2 separate regions of the Capra hircus genome follow, and region 1 is linked to region 2. A link is a contact called in public Hi-C data. All regions are on one chromosome and are shown on one strand. Each heading gives the region's core, a stretch centred on a gene start, on an enhancer-like site or on the middle of the called end of the contact. The rest is flanking DNA. Distances are from core to core; before and after follow the strand shown. Region 1 overlaps PARK7 (protein deglycase DJ-1). Region 2 holds the start of SLC45A1 (proton-associated sugar transporter A).

Evidence for each region. Hi-C and Micro-C count contacts between places; a contact is called where the count stands out from the background.
Region 1: a Hi-C map of liver shows a contact between it and region 2, with 2.5 times the contacts expected there. The contact joins the enhancer-like site here to the promoter of SLC45A1 in region 2. A contact is called at or near these places in 2 of 5 Hi-C or Micro-C datasets (blood and liver).

What each region holds. Positions count from the first base shown.
Region 1 is chr16:43,943,832-43,947,357 of ARS1.2, reverse strand. PARK7 (protein deglycase DJ-1) reads left to right here. Exons shown (of 7, transcript XM_005690737.3): 7 at 3,079-3,468. The coding sequence ends at 3,239. Among named protein-coding and RNA genes, the nearest start is that of PARK7, 15 kb to the left of the region's middle. Within about 2 kb of position 1,522, at least 1 of the 5 cell types and tissues checked has an H3K27ac peak or open chromatin away from gene starts, as enhancers often do.
Region 2 is chr16:43,613,132-43,616,697 of ARS1.2, reverse strand. SLC45A1 (proton-associated sugar transporter A) reads left to right here and starts at 1,934. Exons shown (of 9, transcript XM_018060404.1): 1 at 1,934-2,065. The coding sequence starts at 1,952.

The DNA of each region.
Region 1 (3,526 bases), core at 273-2,772, 330 kb before region 2:
CACCTCCTGCAGGTTGACCAGGAACGGACTGGTGCGCAGGTGTCGTTTTTCTCCGTCTTCACCGCTAGGTGGAGGTGGTCTGCAAGCAGACCTTTAGCTCTTCTGGCTGAGATTTTTGAGAAGAACCGGAATTTTTAAACATTTTTAACCAGTGTAAGCTGTATTTGTAGTATTTTACCCACAAAGGGGTTGTTACCTCAATCGTTCAGAGCCTTGCCTTCATTGCCTGTGTCTCAGTGTCCATCTCGGCTCTGGGTTCTCTATTTCAGCACTTGGGATGATCTCTAACCAACAGTAAATGAGGTTAGCTTAGGAAAACCTCTCCCCTGCAGGCTAGGGATCCCCTTTTCTTCTGTAGAAGGGTAACTGGGAAGCACTCACGGACTGTCATCAGTTGTTTCACTGGGTGACTTGATTTGTACTAAGAGGAAGCCCTGAAGCAGGGCAGTGGTGTTCATCCCTGGGAAAGGACGGGTACTTTGGGACATGGTCTCTAAAGCTTGCTGGTGCAGCAGGAGCATCTTGCTTGGGTGTGCTGTTCTGTGTGAGCATCAAACAAGCATTTCCTGAGCTCTTTGGGCTCTGGGGACAGAGAAGGGGACAAGATCAAGCCATCTTCTTGGGGCTCCTCAGAGGGGGAGGGGGCAGAGGTCGTGCGGTATTGCAGACCCAACTCTGCCTGCAGGGACCAGATGGGGCAGGATTGCATAGAGGACCCTTGTGGGCTTTTGACCCCGGCCCTCAATCTGTTTGTCCTTCATGTCCTGTCATTGAGCAGTGTCACCATGCAGCCAGGTGGCCGGAAGTCATCATTGGTATCTCCCCACGTCCAGTTCCTCCGCCAGGTCTTGGCATTTCATCTCCAAGACACACCTCGGGCCTCCATGTCCTCACCGTGGCCTTTATCCCGTCCAGGTCGCTGTTTACTCCTGTGGGTTCTTCTTCGTCTCTCCTCTGCTTCTTTCTGCCCTGTCTTTGTGCACAGGCTGGGCCTCAGGGCCTGTGTACCATGATTTGGAGTTGAGGGTCACTTCAAGGTGCCAGAGAAAGTGGTGAAGGCTTCTCATGGGGGGCACCTGGATGTGCTCTGGTTTGCACTGTGGAACGTGCCCTGTTTGGTGGCGCTGAGAGTGGAGGGAAAGACAGGAGGAAGGGGGACTCTGCACGCAGAGGTCCTGCATTGAGGCAGCAGGCAGGGAGTGTTCATTTGATCTTTCCTTCACCTGGCACTTGGAAGTACCTCCCTGGTGCCGTTAGCATTCTAGACTGGACATATAGGTGAGGGCTCAGCATTTCACAGACCAGAGGTAAATAGGAGCCAGATGGTTTCTTGGGTGCTGGGAGGGTGCATGATAGAGTGACCTGGGGGGCCTGGTGAGAGAGGGGTCCATGCTGAATTCAAAGGAGTGAGTTGCTGAGAGGAGCTTTCTGGGCAGAGGGAGCAGCCTGGGCAGCTCCTCCAGGGCCGGAAAGACTACAGTGCCCTCTGTAGCAGAGCTGCAAGCTTCAGGCGGGAGAGTGGGCCCTGGGGGCAGCTGCGGGGTCAAGGGGCCAGGCCACGTGGGGTGCTGCTGCATGTGAGGAGTTCGGGCCTGGTGCTTGTGCAGTAGGAGGATTTGGTGACTGTCTGATGTGGAACGTGAGGGTGGGGGGTGGTTCAGGGAATCTCAGCTTTGAGCCCTCAGATCTTGGAGGTGGTCGTGTTTACTTCATGCGAATGTAGGAGCAGCCTGTTTTCTTACTACATTTGCAAAGATACAGCCAGCTGTGGCCTCCGAAAGCAGGCAGTGCCTGATGAGAAACTAGGTTTCTCCCCACTTGGCACCTCTCTCTCCCCACCCATGACACATTGTGTGTTCTTTCTGCTTGTTTGCTGTGGAGGCAGCAAGCAGAAAGTGTGCATCACCCAGGGGGTCTGTATAATCCAGGTCGTTTCTACCTTCAGCCCTGGTTCCCCTACATCCTCCTTCCCCCAGCATTTTATAGGGAAGGAAAAGTAATTTTCCCTTGTATCCTTCTGAGTTCTTAGTTGAGACCCTTGTTACAGGAGACAGGTTGACTGGAGAAGAACAAAGTTTATTAACATGTATACTTTAGCTTCCCAGGTGGTGCTAGTGGCAAAGAATCTGCCTGCCAATGCAGGAGACCTCATTAGGGGCTGTGGAGGCTACAGTGGAGGCCTGGCAGGCTGCAAGCCATGGGGTTGCAGAGTCAGACACAGCTAAGCAACTAAGCACTAGAACTCATGTTTACATGGAAGAGCCCCAGGGGAAAATGAGTAATTCCCTGAGATGGTTTAGAATTCTGGCTTAAATTCCATCTTAATGGGGAAAGGGGAGACAGGCCTCTCAGGGGAAGGTAATTGGGTTTTCAGAAAGATGAAGGGGCCCTTTGAAGAGTAGATGGGAGGAATGATAGTTTCTGACAAGGTTTGTCTGGGTGTAGTATCAGCTCCTGGTTTTCTCTTCTGATTGATGGAACTTCCCGGAGGGGATTTCTGATAGCTGAGTTCCTTTTGGACAGTTTGTGCTTAGGCAGGAAAGGGGATTCAGAGAAACCCTCTCCCTTTCTGTCCTGCTGTGTTCTGAGAGCTGGAGGTACCTAATGGAGTTATGAGTGACTGGCTACAGTGCTGGTGTTGTGAGCTTTTGCTTTTTTAAAAAATTTTGGCTCGTTTGTGTTTTCATTTTTGTGAGACAGTAGTGTGTGGTTCGGAGAAGGCAATGGCACCCCACTCCAGTACTCTTGCCTGGAAAATCCCATGGACGGAGAAGCCTGGTAGGCTGCAGTCCATGGGGTCGCTGAGAGTTGGACATGACTCAGTGACTTCACTTCTACTTTTCACTTCATGCATTGGAGAAGGAAATGGCAACCCACTCCAGTGTTCTTGCCTGGAGAATCCAAGGGACGGGGGAGCCTGGTGGGTTGTCGTCTATGGGGTCGCACAGAGTCGGACACGACTGAAGCGACTTAGCAGCAGCAGCAGTGTGTGGTAAGGGAATGGAAGTGTCGAGTGGTGTTCATGGCTGTCCTACATAGCCCACGAGGACGTAACCCTTCTTTGTTTTTATTTCCCAGGTCATTATAGCTACTCCGAGAACCGTGTGGAGAAAGACGGCCTGATCCTCACCAGCCGGGGGCCAGGAACCAGCTTTGAGTTTGCGCTGAAGATCGTCGAGGTGCTGGTCGGCAAGGAGGTGGCCGACCAAGTGAAGGCCCCGCTGGTTCTTAAAGATTAAAGTGGAGAGGCTTGATGATGGGTCAGAGAGACAGGCCACTTGTAATCCAGCCTCATTGTGTTCACTTTTAAAGGGGGAGGCGGGGGGCGGTCACTGTGCAGAGAAGCCATCTTCCTCACTCCCTCCCTGTCCATTTGTGGCTCTGACATGACAGTTATGCAGAGATTCCAGTTGTATCCCCTCATTTCTGAACCTTGATTGCAGAATAAATAGGGCATTTAGCAAACTACCAGCTGTTCCTTCTTTTCTCTCTGGTCTCTGTTTTCTTTTGTGAAACCAAGTGGTAT
Region 2 (3,566 bases), core at 685-3,184:
CTTGGTTTTACCTGCAAGTGCCTAGGCAGCCACCACCTCTGTCCCTCCACTATCACCCTCATCCTCTCCCACCTGGACAGCTCTGTAAGCTCCTCCTTGGTGCCCCCACCTGGGCCCTGATCCAATCCACTTCCCACTCTGAGCTCAGGGTCTTTGCCAAATGCGGTCATGATTTATGTCACCTACTCCGATGCACATGCATGCAGGTTGAGTCGCTTCAGTCAAGTCTGACTCTTTGCGATCCCACAGACTGTAGCCCACCAGGCTCCTCTGCCCGTGAGACTCTCCAGGGAAGAAAACTGGAGTGGGTTGCCACGCCCTCCTCCAGTGGATTTTCCTGACCCAGGGACTGAACCTGTGTCTCTTGCGTCTCCTGCACTGGCAGGCGGGTTCTTTACCACTAGTGCCACCTGGGAAGCCTGCTGCAGAAGCTCTAAGCTTTTTCTTATTCTTGAAAAATGACAGCAGACCACAAGGTCCGTGGGCTGAACCCAAGCTGCCTCTCCTGCCCATCCCTACTCACTGCTGCATCCCAGGCTCACCAGCTCACCCTGGGCCCTCCTGTTTGCAAGAGCTCTGCACACACTGACCCCGCCACCCAGTGGTAACAGACTTGTCCAGTGTCACTCCCTCAAGGACAGCCAGCCCTCCCATCGAGGTCACATGCCCCTATTATAAGCTTTCCTAGAGCCACATGTCTGCCCCTGATAGCTCTTTCTGTGTTGTGATTTCACTGCAGGCTGAATAATTATTTGCTTTGCCATTGATTCAGTCCAGTTCCTACCCCAGGGCCTTTGCATTTGCTCAGCCTGGCATGACCTTCCCCCAGATACCAGCACAGCTAACCCCCTCACCTCATTGAAGAAGACATTTGGAGTCTTCTTCAAATGTCACCATCTGAGTGGGGACTCCTCAACAACCCTATTTAAACTGCAGGACTTCCCTGGTGGTGCAGTGAATAGCACCACCCAGGGAACATGGGTTTGATCCCTAGTCTCGGAAGATTCCACATGCCAAGGATCAATGAAGCCCCTGCATGGCAACTAATGAGCCCAGGCACTAGAGTCCATGAATCACAGATACTAAGCCCGTGAGCCTAGAACCTGTGCTCTGCAAGAAAGGAAGCCTCCCCAGTAAAAAGCCTGTGCAGTACAACCAAGAGTAGCCTCCACTCCCTGCAACTAGAGAAAGCCCACGCGCAGCAGGGAAGACCCAGTGCAGCCAAAATAAATAAATAAACTGCAGTGCCCCCCTCCGACCACAACCCACTGCCACTCTCCCTAAGCCCCTTCTCTGGGGATGACTATCTTCTGCCCTTTGTCTTGTTTGATGTATCTCTCATGACAATGTCATGCTACAGGGCCAGGACATTTGGCCGGTTTGTTCACTGTCTTATCTGCAGTCCCTGTGGTAGAGCTGGCACAAAGTAGTACCTGAGACATGTTAAGGGAATAAGTGAACGCAGTATAATACTTCTGGGCAGGACCAACTTATCCCATCTGTACAGTGGGCAGGGTCCAGAGCACACAGGGCTTCGAAGGCTCCTCAAAAATGGGTTCATTTCTTTTAAAATCAGAAGGAGAGGGGGAAAAGAATTCTTAGGAGAGGGGAAATGTTTTAATATGTAGTATTAATATACTAATCTTTAAACCGACACAGCTGTAAAATAAAATTTTAATATTGTTCTTCATGGAGGAATACACCTACCAAGGCTAGAAAGCTTCAGCTCAGAAGTCATAGCAAACCTGTTTCTGGCGCCTTCTTTGCAGACCCTGCTGGCCTTTAAACTTGGGAGGATGCGCAGCTGGCTGAGCTGAGGGGCCCTGCGCAATGTCCAGCGCTTCCACCGCGGCCGGCTGGCCAGGCGGTGCCGCTTTAAGGATGCTCTGCGGGTACCGGCCTCAGGCGGCGAGGATGCAGCCGTGACGTCACGGCCCCGCCCCGCGGGGTGATGCTGCAGGAGCAGCGGCGGGCCGGGGGCGGCCGGGCCGGGACCCAAGCTCCGCGCGTGGCAGGCAGGAGCCCGTCCTCCTCGGAAAGGGATGCCTCCTGGCTGGAACCACAGGTACCTCCATTTCCTCCTGTGCCCTCCGCACAGTTTCCGGCTTTGTGCTGGGAGCGCCGCAGCTTAGGCCCCAGGGTAATCAGTGTGCCAGGATTGGGGCTGGAGGTTGGCACGGAGACCTTTGTTCCTCTTGTCTAATTAAATGAACTGTCAGTGGAGCCCCCCTCCCCACCCCCCACCCCCATCTCGCCCCCTGAGTGCAGAGCTCTCCCGCCCTGAGAAGGGTGGGTAGCAGTTGGGTGAGATTTATTTCACAGTTGCAAGGAAAGAGATCAGACAAACACTGGGATTTGCCCCCAGGCTTATGCCGCGCTTATTGGTGCCTGAGGCCTGTTCCCAGGTCACCTGGGCAGGTGTCATCAGCTTCCGGTCCACCTCCCACCAGCGACTGAAAGCTCTGAATGGCTGGGGCCCTGGTGTAACCTCTCAGCACCCCAGGGTTAAGTTTATGATGAGCACCAAGGATTTCTGCCTTCTTGTCAAGGGCAACATGCTGCGGTTGAAATGAGAGGGTGATGGCAATCCGTTCATCCTGCCCTTGACAAGAAATAACTTCATAAGTTATTTCTGGGGTTACCATAGTGTTTGTGTTTTCTCAGCTTTTGTAGGGAAGTAGGACCCGGTGCTGATGAACTCAAGTTCAGTGTGTGCCCCACCAGGGCTTTGGGGATCAATGGGCTGCCAGATTGCCACCGCTCAAAAATGAGAAGTGGGCTAGGATTCAGTAGCTAGCTCACTAAATACATCCCCTGAGGTCCACATTTCTCAGATGGTGGCTGAGACAGTAAAGAGTCTGCCTGCAATGTGGGAGACCCAGGTTCAATCCCTGAGTCAGGAGGATTCCCTGGAGAAGGAAATGGCAATCCACTACAGTATCCTTGCCTGGAAAATCCCATGGATGGAGGAGCCTGGCGGGCTACAGTCCATAGGGTCGCAAAGAATCAGACACAGCTGAGCGACTTCACTGAAGTCCACAAAGTCCTTCACTGATCTGGGAAGATTTCCTTGAAATATTAACTTGGAGAAATAGTAGAAGGAATGGGGTGATTTTAAGCATTCAAATTACATGGACATTGTTTATCTTTGTTAATCAGCTGCTACCTAATCAACTTGAGGGATTTATTCTTTGAAACATCCTCTGTATTCTAGAAGGACAGTGGACCCAGCATACAACCTGTGGGGGTCCAAGAACATGTGCAGATCTTGGGAGGGTCTAAGTAATGGTAATATAGTATGATCAAGATGTCTGATGAATACTTGTTAGTGTATTAAAATTCCATTTTCTAGTTTACATTTTACTTTCATTTTTTAATAACATTAAAAAATGAATTTTTTTAAAATGAGTTTTAAACAGTTCTTAGAATAAGCTTGGGCTTCCCTGGTGGCTCAGAGGGTAAAGTGTCTGCCTGCAATGCTAGAGACATGGGTTCCATCCCTGGGTCATGAAGATCCCCTGGAGAAGGAAATGGCAAGCTTCTCCAGTACTCTTGCCTGGAAAATC